Linked DNA regions of Oryctolagus cuniculus: region 2 is linked to region 1. The links are chromatin contacts, called in public Hi-C maps. All regions are on one chromosome and are shown on one strand. The core of a region is the stretch at or near the end of the contact, and the rest is flanking DNA. Distances in the headings are between cores, read along the strand shown.

Region 1 (7,425 bases), core at 1,835-4,334:
GTCACCAGGCACACGTTGTGTGGCCAGGCAGTAGGAAGTTCTCAGCTCCATTGTCATCTCCGGGCCAGCGTCATCCATGTGGCTTTGCTGTGCAGCATGAGACTAGGGAGGGTGGGAGGGGGGATGTGGGGACCCAGTGAGGCAGGGTGCCCCTTCTGTGCATTGTGTAGTGTTCACCTATAAGCAGGTGACTGCTGTGCAGGGGTCACAGCCACTTACAAAGAGCGGTGGCCTCTGGATCCTCCCATCTCACAACAACGTCCTGAACGGGTAAGGATGAGCTGCCTCATGTTACAGGTGAAACCTTTCGGCTGGGAGATAAAGTAGCCCACGCAGGGTTCCACACCTTGGACTTGAACACAAGGGTGACTCTTTCTGTCCTAGTAAAAGGTGAGGCCAGAAGGAGTTAAAGGTGCCTTTCTTAAAAAAAAAAAAAATTATTTATTTGAAAGGCAGAGTGACAGGGAGAGAAACAAAGAGATCTTTTGTCTGCTAGTTCACTCCCTAAGTGGCCGCAACAGCCAGGTCTGGGCCAGGTGGAAGTCAGGAGCCAGGAGCTCCATTCTGGTCTCCCAAGTGGGTGGCAGGGACCCAAGGATTTGGGGCATCTGCTGCTGCCCTCTCAGGTGCAGTTGCAGGGAGCTGGATCAGAAGCAGAGTGCCTGGGAGTCCGGCTGTCACAGGGGATGGCTTAGCCTGTTGAAGGGGCCTTGCCACCCCAGGGTTCTGGAGGCTCCCCCTGGGTGGGAGCAGGTGGCTGGCTGCGGGTTTGGGGCAGGAAGGGTGACTACGTCTGTGGCAGTGATCCCTGTGCTTGCCTTGGCCGCTGGGGCAGGGGGGAGGCTTGCTGAACAGGGGTGCCCCACTTGCTGCTGGGGAAGTGGGCTGGGGAATCCCAGGCTTATCTCAGCACCTCAGCTCCTGTCCCGTTCTTCAACCTCTGCTGACTCAGAAAGCTCTAGTGGGATTTTTTTTTTTTTTTTTGAGTCAGCCTCCTCAGAAACTTCTCGACTGTGTCGTCAGCACACTCCGGCTGCAGCCGCCGCCCCCGCCTCCAGCTCTGCCCACCAGAAAGGCACCACGCAGGTGTCTCAGTCCAGTGGACGAGGCCCATCTTGTTTGGGGGCTGTGGTGTGATTGAGGGGCCGGCCGTACCCCAGACCCTGCTTCCTCCAGCTCAGCAGCCTCTGATGGCCAGGGGTCACGTTCCTCCAAGAGCGCCATGCACTACGGCCGCCATACAGCCCGAAACGTTTTTGGAATAAAGGAAGGGCTGCCCCTTCTGTGGGACTGGCCTGCTGTCTCTGCTCACCTGGGCCTCTGTCGGGTGCTGCAGAACACTGGGATGCCCCTTTCCCCCTGAACTGCATGGCCTTGGGGTACACCTCCGAAAATATCTCGTATCTGCTAAGGCACGGCTGGCATGGCTGCTCTGCTTCTGGAGAAAGAACACTAGCCTCCGGGGCCTCTCCTGGGTCCTGGCCCAAGAATCATGGCCATCCAGTGGTCCCAGGGGGCTTTGGAGCGCCGAGCCCTCCAGAAGAGTCTTGTTCTAGTACAACCACAGAATGCAATGGCCGCCCGCAGAGTTCTGGTCAGCCGTACCTTCCAGCTCCGGAGCCCTGCACACACACAGGATGTGTTGATGACGTCACAAGGTTTCATGAGACCTGACTTCTGCCATGGCTTCACGCTGTGAAAGTGCCTGGAGCGTGTGTCCCAGATGTTTCTGCATAGTGCCGTAAGCAGCTGTGACGTTAAGCGTCATAAGCTGTCCCAGCCCCTTGCCCGCTGCCAAGTGAGAGCCTTGGCCCTGGAGGTCTTGTCCCTGCCCCAGCTCTTCACGAGGCAGGCACTTGGCCCAAAGCCTGGCCTGTCCTGGCTGGCCGAGCACGAAGGCCCTTGGTTTCTCTCCTCCTCTGTCTTAGGCTGTGGGTGCCGATGTGGCCCCTTGTGGGGTGTAGGATCATGTAGAAGGGAACACGCAGGCCGGAGTGGTTTGGGGAACCCCCGTCCCAGCAGTGTTCACGACTCCTGCTCTCCAGATCTGACTCACTTAAGCAAAGCAGTAGTTCTGGGGCAGGAAGGAGACTCCATTTTTAAGTCACATGGCGCCAGGCTTATGTGGTCACACAGAGGTCGGTGCAGCCCCATGAGTCATCCATTGCCCGGGTTCTGAGGGCCTTGGAGACACCTCCTGCCCATGAGAGCTGCAGTCACATCTCCAGGCACTGGTCTGTGCACAGAGGATTCTGGTGCGACCCTCCCACATCCCCGGCCATGCCTGGCCTGTGGCCCAGGCCTTAGTCCTGCTGCTGGGGAATGGGGCAAAGCTCCTTTCAGTCCCACTCACGCGGCCCGGCCACACTCCATGTCCTGGAAATTATTTCCATCCGTTGACAGGGCCAGGATTTTAAGAGCAGCCAGCCAAGAGGCGCCTTGGGTTACTCCCTTAGTCGCAAGAAGACTTTGTCCCCTGTGTTTTGGGCAACGCTAGAAGCCCCAGGTCTAGGGTTGTGGTCTGTGGCTCGTGGAGTGGCCATGGTCAGAGTGGCAGGTGCCAGAGCCCTTGCCAGGCTGGGGTTTGCAGGAGGCTGAGTTGAGAGCCCCCTAGGGCAGGAGCTTGGATTTAAGGATCAGTGCGGCCTGGGACAAGATAGATGTTTTGGCCCGTTTTGCTTTCCCAGCTCGGGCAGGACACTTCGGAGCCTGGGCTTTTGGCCCGCGACGCAGACGGACTCAGGCTGTCCAGGAGGAAGCTTGTGCTTACAAACAGGGCACGCCAGGCACGGTATCTGACCTCTCCCCCAGACAAACAGGCCCTCTCACGAAACTGCCCTTGGGTGTGTTCCTCGCGAGAGAGCGTGTTGGTGCTGGGGCTCGCTTCCGTGTGTGCTCTGAATTCAGGCCTCACCTTGGCCTTCACTCGCCTTCTGTCACCCTGCAGTCCAGGGAGTCCCGTGTTCCCAGGGCCAGCGCCTGCCAGGCCACTCTCCCTGCCACCTGGCTCCTGCGGTGTTCTCTGCCCGCGTCTGCAGCTCCCCTCTGCCAGGACCTACCCTCCAGCACAGGCTGTCCCCAGCCCTGTCTCTCGGATTTTCACTTGGCTCCCCGCACCGCTTTGTGTCCTTGGAGTGTTTGTTGTCACTGCAGGGCCTTGTTCGCGGCGGCTCCGCCACTGGGGGGGAAGTGCCCCAGTCCGCTGGGATGGGGATTTGGTGGCAGGAGCTCCTTGGTGGCTCTGGGGTGTGTCCTCCAGGCAGCTGGCCACATCGCAGTCACTGGTCAGTGCTGATCTGAGCTGTCTGCAGCCACCTTCCCTGCGCAGCCTTCCCCGCCATGGAAGCCGTGCAGGCCTTCCACTGAGAGGTGCCATTCTGGACCCCTGCCCTGAGCAGCCCAGCACGTTTTCGGACTCTTGGTGATGAGGGATGTTTATCAACTCCATGTTTTCGTGTCATCTTAAAGTCCCCTGAGATTTGGAGATTCACCTCTTCTCAGCAAGTGTTGGCCGGTCTCGGTATTTTGCCTTTTGTTTGACTTCTCCAGGCCCCTCGTCTCATCTTGGACCTACCACCTGGACAAACCTGACCTTGTCCACTTAGTCTTGTTGGTATGACGTCTGGCGCGGGAGTGCCTGGTCAGGACTTGGATGGAGCACTTGAGAATGCTTGGCCATTGGTGGCCCTTTGGGGGCATAACCGGGCCTTTTCTTGTCCTGAGTACACAGTCGTCATCCTCATCCTCTCGGCAGCGGGGGCTCGCGGAGCACCGGCTTTGTGCCGGGACCTGTGCCGAATGCCTCCGTGTCGCGCAGTAGGCTCTCCGAGGTTCTCACGAAGAGGACCTCGGCAAGGTCAAGGTCCAGTACGCTGTTCAGGTTTATGTACCTAGTGGTCTGCGCTAGAATTCAGATTCAGATCTTACTTTAGACTTGCGCTGTGCCTCCGTCCCTGGTTGGATGTTTATGTGCTGTCTTTGCTTAGTGATGCGTACCCGGTGATCGCTCACTGAGTGGCGAGGTTGTTCCCTTGTCCGGCTGGTATCCGGGCACTCACTAGTAATGATCATGCCCAGCATTTTTTGAGTTCTTACAGTGCTGGACTCTGTGATAAGTGACCATGTCAAACGATTTAAATGTCATAGCACATGGAGGAAGATTAGCCCCATTTTGCAGATCAAGAAACTGAGGCTCAGAAAAACTAGGGCAACCTGCCTGCTGCTCAAAGCCTCACTCGGGACGTTGGGGTGCAGTGCTCTCTGCTCGTGTGACTCTACTCCAGATCACGCCATTGCTGGTTACAGAAAATAAGGCTCAGCGTTTACTGCTGTGCCTGTCATCTAGCTGTACCCGTTCTTAGCTTGTGTGGCTTCACCTTGGACTGTTCCTGCTCTCCCTGTTCTGAGACGCTCAGGCTGGGTCCCCATCCCGGCTTGTGCCTAGTCACGCTCCGTCTACCTCATACATTGGCTGCTCGATTTATATTTTTAAAGTAAAGATTATTTATTTATTTGAAAGGTAGACATACAGACAGAGAGAGGGAAAGACAAACATCACCCATCCGCTGGTTCACTCCCCAAATGGCTGTGACAGCTGGAGCTGGGCTGATCTGAAGCCAGGAGCCAGGAGCTTCTTCTGGGTCTCCCATGAGGGTGCAGGGGCCCAAGGACTTGGGCCACCTTCTACTGCTTTCCTAAGTCATAATCAGAGAGCTGGGTTGGAAGAGCAGCTGGGATACCAACTTGTACCCTTATGGAATGCCAGTGCCGCAGGCAGAGGCTTAGCCCAGTATGCCAAAGCACCAACCCTGTCAAGTTATACTTTTTAAATTTAAGACTAGTGATGTACACTGCAGTAGTAGGCCCATTTGTCCATCCTATTTCCGACCAAAGGAATGGAGTAGGGAGCCCCAAACCAGACCCCTGCATGTCTGGAGGGCTGATTTATGACAAGGAGGTCACCGCTGAGCAGTAGGCAACGGATGGTCATTGAATAAATAGTGCTGGGTCAGCGGGGTGTCTGTAAGCAAAAAAAAAAAAAGCATCTTGACTGCATACAAAAATAAGTGCCAGCGCAGCGAGAGCATCAATCTGAATGTAAAAGTTAGAACAATGAAATTTCTAGAAGATGATACCTGTATAACCTTGGAATAGCCATTCATTTCTTTCTTTTTTTTTTTAAAAATTATTTATTTATTTGAAAGAGAGCGAGAGAGGGAGAGACACAGAGAGAGATCTTCCAACTGCTGGTTCACTCCCCGCATAGCGGCAGCAGCCAGGGCTGGGCCAGGCCAGAGTCAGGATCTTCCTCCAGGTCTCCTGTGTGAGTGGCAGGGGCCTAAGCACTTGGGCCATCTTCTGCTGCTTTTTCCAAGACGCGTTAGCAGGGAGCTGGATGGGAAGTGGAGCAGTTGGGACAAGAACTGGCATCCATATGGGGTGCCGGTGTCGCAGGTGGCAGCTCTACCTGTTTCGCCAAAACCCTGGCTCCGTGAAGAACTTCTTATCACCGGGACTTGAGTGGACGGGAATATAGGCGAGCGGTTGGGAAGGTGACTGCAGAGCCCTTCCCGGGGGGTTCACTCAGGCCCACAGTCTGCAGAGCACCCCAGCAAGTCCCCGGCAAGAGGAGACCCTTCTGTCCGAGATGGGCAAGCGCGTGTTCCGTCGTAGGGCTTGTGACGTGCCTGTAGCTTTCTCTCCCAGTTCCGGGTTTTCAGCAGTGTGTCCTGGATCGTTGGCACAGCCTGGTGGCTGTCCCTGGGAACTGTCTAAGCCGGTGGCTCCCGCAGGCCCTTCTTTCCCTCAGGTCTGTCTTTGGCCCTTGGCGCCTGCTTTCTCACGAGCGTGGCTTGTCCTGTCTCCTTGGCTCGTTAACTTTTCGTCAGCTAGGCTGAGAATATTTCTCTCTGGCCTCTCTGCACACCCCGGTCCCCTTCCTTTTTCATTTCCCCTTTTGTACCTTCTTGTTCAGCCTAAAATCTCGTGGTCGTAAAAGCTGTCCTAAAATATCTCAGAGCCTTTGGGGGAGTAGTATTGACCTGCGGGCTCCAGAGGCCGAGGCCTGGCAGCCAGAGTTTACCTATGGAACCGTCTCGTCTCAGCTGTGTCCCTGTCATCTGAGTCCTTGCGGCTGGACCAGCAGAGGCCCGGCAGGGACTTGGTCGTGGCATGGGATAGGGAGGCCCCGTGCCTTGGATGGGCGGCTGGATTAAGATAATCCCTTCCAGTTTCATCCTCAGAGCCCTGAGAAGCTCCTTTGTGGATGTCCAGAGCGGCAGCTCTCGAGTGGGAGAGAGCAGGGATTGTGGGAGGGGTCCACGCCCTTCCCGCTGGTCAGGGCAGGACACGTGAGTGTGTCCTGTAGTAACTGTCACGTAGCCCCCATTGTAGGGCTGATGGACAGCGTTGTCGACCTAAGGCTCAGGGTGCCCTCGTTCTGCCCCATAGCACCTGCAGAGCAAGGATTTCCTCTCTGGTTGCTGTTGTCTTCGTTTGTTTTACGGCATTTCTCATTCTGGCCACACTTGCTCCCCCTTTTCATTGCAAACAGACTGCATCCTGGAAACATTAGGAGCCGGCGACTAAAACCGGAAGCTCTGTGTAGGTATGTTTTGACTTTTAACATTTTTGGACAGTATTTAAAAATCAGGGGTTTAACGTGGTCATGCTAGATTTCCGTCTTGCCCTGCGAAACGGGCCAGTCTGGATTCTCCAGGTCTTCATTCCCTGGGAGCCCTGAGCAGCCCACGCCGGGGAGGCTGCCCGTCGGGAGTGCTATAGGCTTTCCACCCGGCACATTCTCTTCCCTGCTCGCTGCACTCTTTTATTACTGGTCTGGTCCCCAAAGGCATTGGAGTTGGTGACTTCTGAAGCGGACAAATCAGGCTTCTGTGAGCTAGCCTGGGAACCCAGTAAAATGTTTGATATTTCAAGGAGGAAGTGGATTCCAGCTTTGAAAGGGCAGGTTTTTGAAATGGCAGCAGTGCCTGTTTGGGGGTACGCCTGGGGACGTCACCCAGAATGTATGTGTCTAAGGTGCTGGACTGTGGCCTGGACTCCTCCCGTGCTATTATGTTGCCCTAGCACACAGTAGGTGCTTAATAAATGATTTACCTCTAGGGGTCACTGAGCAAGTGTCCCTCCCAGGCAGTAAACAGAAATGCCACCTCACTGTGGCCCCGAGCCCGCCCGTTCCGCCTGAGACTGGATCGCCGGCTGATTTATCTGGAACACCCACTGCTGCTGCTGAGAGCCGGAGAGGGTTTGGAATCGGTCCCCTCATGGCTGCCCTGTCTTGATAGCACAGTAAAGACCCAGTGCCCGTAGAGCCAGCCCTGGTGTGGGACAGGGGCCAGGCCAGGTGGAGCCTGCGTCCCTGGCGGATGCCTGCTAAGCTGGGGTCTCTGCCTGGTACTGAGCACG
Region 2 (7,425 bases), core at 3,478-5,977, 130 kb before region 1:
TTCTTCCGCCCTGACAGTAGGGAGTTTGGTTTTTTAAAGGCGATTGGTAAGGAAATGAACTATTTTCAGCATTCGTCACATTTACAACAAAAGTTGCTGCTGCGTTACTTCTTATTTGGAGAGTGGAGTGTTTTATATTTCATTTTTGTTTTTGAAAGTAATGGTTTTGTTTGTGACCCTAGGGTCTTTTTGTTTTTGTTTTGTAAATGCTGTGTCCCACCCTGGGGAGTGTGAGTTCCTGGTCCCCAGATTAGGCCACCTTACAGACTTTACACGAGTGATTGCATCAGAGGTCCTGAGATGGGGAGATGATCCTGGCTCGTCCATGTGGGCCCAGTGCCATCATAAGGGCCCTTGTAAGAGGGAGAAGGAGGGTCAGAGTCAGAGATGTGTCCGGAGGCAGAGGCACCAGCTACGGTTCAGGATTCAAGGTGAGGAAGACTCTGCTGGCCGCTGAGGGCTCTGCAACTGGCCACGGAGGCAGGCAGCCTCTAGAAGCCAGGCCCCCCCGCAGGCTGCTGACACCAGGAGTGTGGTCCAAGACGTGTCCTGGACTGCTGAGTTCCAGGAGTCTGTGATCATTTATTACAGCCGCGGTAGGCAGCACACACACACACACACACCTCCGAAGGAAAATACTCCCCCCATAGACCCACAGGAGTAGAAAAAAGAAGGCGGAGTGAAGAGGGGAGAGAAATCGGCTAGAGCTGTAGTGACCGGAAGACTCTTGGGCAGCCGTCATAGGGATGCTGGAGGCCACCCCGATGTATGCGCTCTGTGTTACTCCAAGGAAAGTGTAAATTGGCACCATGGGGATACACTGGTGTAGCACTTGCAAGCCTAGTGTCTTTAATTTTAGCTTTTGTATAGCCATTTTTTATTTTTAATTGACACATAGTTGTGTAATTTTTATGGGCACAGTGTGATATTTAAAATATGTGTAAAGTGTCAGCAATAAAAAAAAATGAAATCTGGTCATTTGCAACAAAATGGAGGAATCTGGAAAACATCATGCTGGGTAAAATAAGCCAGTCCCAAAGGGACAAATATCATATATTCTCTCTGATCTGTGACAACTAACTGAGCACCTAAAAGGAAACCTGTAGAAGTGAAACGGACACTATGAGAATCAATGACTTAATCAACCCTTGTCCTGACTGTCGAGGAACAGCTTATTATTTATTTTTTTAGTATTTTCTTTTTCTACTTAATACCATTAGTTGAACTCTTTACTTAAAACAGAATTACTCTTTGGTGCTTAAATCCAATTGAAAATTGATCCCTGTTAAAAATAAGAGTGGGAATAAGAGAGGGAGTTCCCTCAGACTTACCCCTAAGGGTAAAACTAAAAACTTGCCATGGGACTCCAAATCCCATTAAGTTGGCAGGTACCAATGCCATCTTACTAGTTAAAGTGATCAGTTTAAGTTCATAACTGATAATAAAGATAGGATTTAGTGTCAAAGGGATCACATAAAAAGACCAAGTGTCTGCTAATAATAACTGATAGAATTAAAAAGGAGAGAACGATCCAACATGGGAAGTGGGACACACAGCAGACTCATAGAATGATAAGTGCCCTAAACAGCACTCTGGCCTCAGAATCAGCCCTTAAGGCATTCAGATCTGGCTGAAAAGCCCATGAGAGCATTTCAGGCATGGAAACCCAAGACACTGTGGCAAAAAATGACCTAAATGAAAGATCTCTGTGACTGAGATCCCAATGGAAAGAACGGGCCATCAAAGAAGGAGGTATCTTTCTCTGAAGGGAGGAGAGAACTTCCACTTTGATTATGGCCTTGTCTAAATAAGGTCAGAGTTGGTGAACTCAAGAGGCTTCCATAGCCTTGGAAGCTCATGACAAGAGCCTCGGGTGATTACTGACTTCATAAATAAGAGTGTCAATTGTTAAATCAACAACAGGAGTCACTGTGCACTTACTCCCCGTGCAGGATCTCTGTCCTTAATGTGTTGTACTATGTGAATTAATGGTAAAACTAGTCTTCAAACAGTACTTTATACTTTGTGTGTCTGTGTGGGTGCAAACTGTTGAAATATTTACTTAGTATAGAGTTGATCTTCTGAATATAAAGATAATTAAAAATGAATGTTAAGGGAGAATAGGATGGGAGAGGGGGTAGGAGATGGGATGGTTTGTGGGTGGGAGGGTGGGTATGGAGGGAAGAACCACTATAATCCAAAAGCTGTACTTATGAAATTTATATTTACTAAATACAAGCTTTCTGTAAAATAAAATACATGTAAAGTATAAAATAATCAAATTAGGATAATTGATAGTACCCATGATGACACACATTTACAATTGCTTTGTGTTAGGAGTGTTGCAAATCCCATCAACGGTTTTGAAATACACAATTAATTGTTGTCAACCATGCCTACCCTGTATTGTACTACAGAGCTTCAGCAGCTATCCCCCATCTAACTGCACCCCAGCTACCTCCAGCCACACTCTCTCTATCTCTCCCCCAACCCCTCCCAGCCCCTAGCAACCACAATTGTAACCTCTGTTTCTCTGAGATCAACTTTTCATGCATCTGCATATAAGTGAGAACACGTGGTATTTCTCCTTTTGTGCTTGGCTTATTTCACCTGAAATAATGCCCTCTGGTTCCATCCATGTTGCTGCAAATGGCAGGATTTCATTCTTTGTTGTGGCAGAGTGGTATTCCATTGTGTCTGTGCACCGCATTTTCTTACCCATTCCTCCGTTGATGGACACTTTGGTTGATTCTGTATCTTGGCTTTTGTAAATAGTGCCACAGTGCCATGGGAATGCAGCTGGCTCTTCCACACGCTGATTTCCATTCCTTTGGATGCATACCCAGCATGGTGGTCCCAATCCTAGGTTTTTCAGGAATCTACATGCTGTTTTCCATAATGGCTGTACTAATTTACATCCCCACCAACAGAGTATGAGAGTTCTTTTTCTCATATGGTCATTCTTATCTCACTCTCACGAAAGATTCGAAGATGGCATTCATCTTCATGTCCCTGTCACCTCCAGTGTCCTATAGGAACAATACCACCTCTCATATTTGTGATTCTTGTTGTAACTCCTATGGGGTCAGGCAAGACAGTGGGTGGTGGTATTTGCAATAGATTTCATTTCGTTTTTTTAAAAAAAATAGCACCAAAATCTCTCTGCTACTGAGCCTCCTCTTGTAGTGTTCTACCCACTTAATCTACAAAGTGAATCCTAGACACAGCTGGGATTGTGCTAGGGTGCTGCTGGCCTCCCAAGGATTTCAAGACCGAGCTCTGGAGGGTGCACTTCTCGTCTTCTTCCCACACTGAAGCTGAAAGAAAATCCTTTTGCCCAGCTGGTGGTGAGAGGGAAACCCCACCACAATGCTGTCCATGCTGAACCATGTGGCATGGAGATGAGAGGGAAGAACTCAGCCACCGTCCCCCCTCCCCCCCCCCCACACCCAGGTCGGGGAAGACGGGCAAGAAGGACTGCCAGTGGTCCTCAGTCTGAGCCCCTTCCTCATTTTTTTTAAAACACTTTATTTATTTATTTATTTGAAAAGTAGAGTTATGGAGAGAGGAAGAGACAGAGAAAGGTCTTCCATCCGCTGGTTCACTCTCCCAGCTGTCACAATGGCTGGAGCTAAGCCCAGCTGAAGCCAAGGAGCCAGGAGCCAGGAGCTTCTTCCAGGTCTCCCACATGAGTGCAGGGGCCTAAACACCTGGGCCATCTCCTACTGCTTTCCCAGGCCATAGCAGAGAGCTGGATTGGAAGAGGAGCAGCCGGGACTCGAACCTGCTCGCACATGGGATGCAGGCGCCGCAGGAAGAGGCTTATCCGATTACGCCACAGCCCAAGGCCCTGAGCCCCTTCCTCCTGCACCTGGACCCTTGCAGAGGGATGGTCAGCCTCTCACCCTGGCCCTCAGAATGCGGCCTGAGCGCAGGCGAGGAGAATGGCTCCCCTCCCGTTTGACAGTTTTAGGCGTCCCTGCGTGGTATAGGTGTTCTCATCGACAGAGAGGAATCCCTAGAGGTAGAGACGGCCTCAAGCCACTGGTGCCCACCTACCAGGGGCCCCCACTGGCAAGTCACCTTCCTGGATGAGAGTCCTTCTCCACCTGCAGCAGATAATAACACCTGGCCTGCTACTCGCTAGGGAGATAAAAATACAACACGGAAAGCACCCGGAAAATAACAAGCACTCAAATGGTAGCTAGAGTTATTTATAACCAAGCACGCAAGAGGGGCTGGCTTTCGCTGGGGGTGGGGGGTGAGCCAAGGCCGCAGACTTCCACCCCGCATCCAAGGACCCGTCTGCTCCCCGAGGTTCGAACCCTCCCGTGCCTCCAGGTAGATCTTCGCCTGGGCTCTCGCAGACAGGAGCTGCCAGAGCACGCGGCCCCACCCGGAGCCCGCAAAGCCCTGTGCCGGAGCCCAGCTGCACACACCAGGCAGCCGCGTCCCCTGCTCCCGCCCTGCCCGCGACTGCCCCCCCCCCGCCCCGCCGCCGCCGGCACACAGGCGCACAAGAGCACTGGGGGGCGCCTGCCCAGCCAAATGCGCCTGGCAGTGCTCGGGCAGCCTGGGTGCAAGCGCTGGAGTGCGGCCTGAGTGCGGCACGGACGAGGGGCGCGGGAGCCCCGCACGAGGAACGCGGCGCAGGCTGCAGCGGCCCGGCCGGGAGGCGTCGGGAGAGGGTCCTGGCGCGGCGACGCAGTCGGCCCTGGCCCGCGGCCCGCAGGGTTCAGACGGGGCCAAGGCCGCCAAAGCCCGGCTCGCTCGCGCCAGGCGCTGCAGCCAAGGCTGACGCGGGGCTCTGAGCAATGTTTGGAGGAGCCGGCGCAGCCCCCGGGGCTCCGCTGAGACGCGCTGCAGGGGCGGCCCGGCCCTCCCCGGAACGCTGTGCCAAGCGGCCGCGCTGTCCTCGACGTGCGACGAAAACGTCTCAGCTCCCGGGCCCTGCCAGGCCGGCGCCGGCCCTGGAGGGTGGGAAACGCCGGCTTCCGCCCCCGACTCGTCACCCCCACAGCCCTAGCTCGCAATTTGCCCTTCATGAAGGAAATGCATATGCGTGCAGGCAGGCCTTGCGCAGAGGTGCGGACGGCGAGGCGGACAGAACCTCAGGACAGTGGGCAGCTGCCTTTAGGAAGGTGACAGCCCGTGGAGCCCAGAAATACCTGCGCCGAGCCCTCGAGGGTCTCTACCCAGCCCTGCGTGTCCCTTTACGTTGCTTAAGGCCAGACGCAAAGAACCATGCATTGAACTGATGTTTTCGCCCACCTGTCCTGTCCTCCAGGGGGCTCTCCCGCAGCCTCCACCGCAGGGTGCGACACCTATGTATTAAAGGGGACAAGGCCTGGGAAAGGCCTGGGGTCTGTGCCTGCTTGCCTGCTTAGGCTCTGGCACCAAAGGTTGAAGTCCTTTCTTTGCCTGTCCTGGTGGGAGGCCAAGAGTTCCCTCCACCACCCCCAGCATTCCTGTAGAGAGGGGACCTCTGCTTCTCCCAGGGCTGCATCAGTTAGGCCAGCCCGCCCCTGCGGTGGGCAGCAGTGGTGAGAGCAGGTGCCAGACACGAAGGGGTTCTTAGTGGCCTCCTTAGGTGCTCCCTCCAGTTGGAAGGAAAATGGGCTCCCATTGCCCGGAGCAGTGCCTCTCACAGTGCTGTCCCCAGCCCAGAAGCAGCAGCACTGCCTGAGACCCCCTTAGAGAAGCGCATTCTCCTCTCCACCCTAGACCTGTGGGGCCAGAAACTGGAGGAAAACCCCGGCACGTGTGGTTTCAAGGAGCCCTCCAGGTGACTCTGGGAGGCACCTGGAAGTTTTGAGAACCATGGTTCCAGAACACTTTTGTCCGTATAGGCTAGAGGTAGGCCCTGCCTCCCAAAGATAGGCTGCCTAACTGTTTAAGAGGCCCAGGAAGGCAAGAAATAAGCACGGAACCCAGGGCTAAGCAGCAGTGTGATGGACGTATTCCTGAGTCCATTAATCATGGGCGAACGTCCTATAAAATACCAGAAAGTAGGGGCTGGGGCTGTGGCACAGTGGGTTAAGCCACAGCTTGCGATGCCAGCATCCTGTAACAGAATGCCGGTTAAGGTCCTGGTTTGGACCTGAGCCAGCCCCAGCTGTTGCAACCATTTGGGCAGTGAACCAGTGCATGGAAGATCTCTCATCTCTCTCAGTGTCTTCCTCTATATTTCAAATAAGTTACATATATATATAATATAAATAAATGTATATATATGGAAAGCAATGGAGACTTTTAGGCCCCCATATGTATGGCATTTATGTAGCCCCTAAATCTCAGTTACTCTGTAAGGGTGCACCTGCTAAAAGCCAGGCCCTCAATCTGCTCATGATGGTCTGAATGTGAGCAGACTCCTGGAGTTGAAATTGATGCACCCAGGGCACCTCACGGACTGGAACGTCACTGTTTGGTCCCTCAGGTGTCAGGAGACATTGCTGCTTGCCTTTGTCTTGGCTAACAGGAAGCTAGCATGGAAGGGGTTCGAGTACGGAGCTACCATGTGCCTCAAGAGAAGCTGCGTTCCCTACCCTGGTTCCCGCAACTGACCTAGGACCAAGCCTGGGGTGTACTTCGGGCCAGTGAGCTGTGGGAGGAACTTGCTGGGATTGTGTGGAGGGAATTCATCCCTCCTGTAAGGGACACAGGAAATGGGTAGTTCCTTTTCCATCCCTGACGTCAGCTCTGGGAACTGCTTTAGTCTTCTAAGACCATGAAAGAAAATCAGCTAGAAGGGCAAGCACTTGAAAAGTTCTTGGAAAAGTGGAATTTGTAAAATATGCACATTTCCCACAAACATTTTGAACTAGACTCAAAGAGGAGAGGGGTGATGGGACAAATTCAGGAAACACCTGCGGTCTTCCTGACATAGTTGAGCCACTAAGTTGGTCAAGCCAGGGTGGGGGGGAGCTTCTGTGGTTTTCTTATTAAATGAGGTTGGTTATATTTCTTATTTAGACCTTGTTTATTGGGTTTTCTGTTACTTGCAGCCCAAATCGTTGGAATCAACACAATGCCTAGGACTAGAATCTCGCTGGAGTGAATAAGCAGAGGCAAGGTCTGGCCAGGGGCCACAGAGGGGTGTCCAGCAACGATCTGTCTCAGTGTCCCCAGTTCTGAGCCTCTGTTTCCCCATTGGTATGGCTCGTTTGCTTTCTTGTTGTCTGCCCCCTCCTGTGTCTTCTGTTTTCTCTTTCTGCCAACTGACTGGACCTCTCTCCGATGCCCATTTCGAATTTCCAAGAACAAACCCTTGAGTGTCCCAGCTCACTGTACAACTTCTGATAGGGAAGAGATTTTCACACCAGATCACCTCATAGGTCACTGGTCAGTCTGCAGATTGGCGGTCCTTGAGTCAGATGTCACTCACTCCTTGTCTGATCAGCCGTGGTAAGGAGGAAGACATAGGAC

What was found. A called contact is a pair of places that touch in the nucleus more often than the background predicts.
Region 2: a Hi-C map of skin fibroblasts shows a contact between it and region 1, with 4 times the contacts expected there. The contact joins two enhancer-like sites. A contact is called at or near these places in 3 of 6 Hi-C or Micro-C datasets (ear pinna, psoas muscle and skin fibroblasts).

What each region holds. Positions count from the first base shown.
Region 1 is chr13:22,693,065-22,700,489 of mOryCun1.1, reverse strand. The region is part of intron 2 of LOC103350987; the gene reads left to right. LOC138844937 (a long non-coding RNA gene) reads right to left here. Exons shown (of 2, transcript XR_011381415.1): 2 at 2,660-5,020. Among named protein-coding and RNA genes, the nearest start is that of MIR29B-2, 25 kb to the right of the region's middle. Within about 2 kb of position 3,084, at least 3 of the 8 cell types and tissues checked have an H3K27ac peak or open chromatin away from gene starts, as enhancers often do. A contact at or near this core is called in ear pinna, where this site is marked.
Region 2 is chr13:22,828,698-22,836,122 of mOryCun1.1, reverse strand. No RefSeq gene overlaps it. Among named protein-coding and RNA genes, the nearest start is that of CD34, 52 kb to the right of the region's middle. Within about 2 kb of position 4,727, at least 3 of the 8 cell types and tissues checked have an H3K27ac peak or open chromatin away from gene starts, as enhancers often do. A contact at or near this core is called in ear pinna, where this site is marked.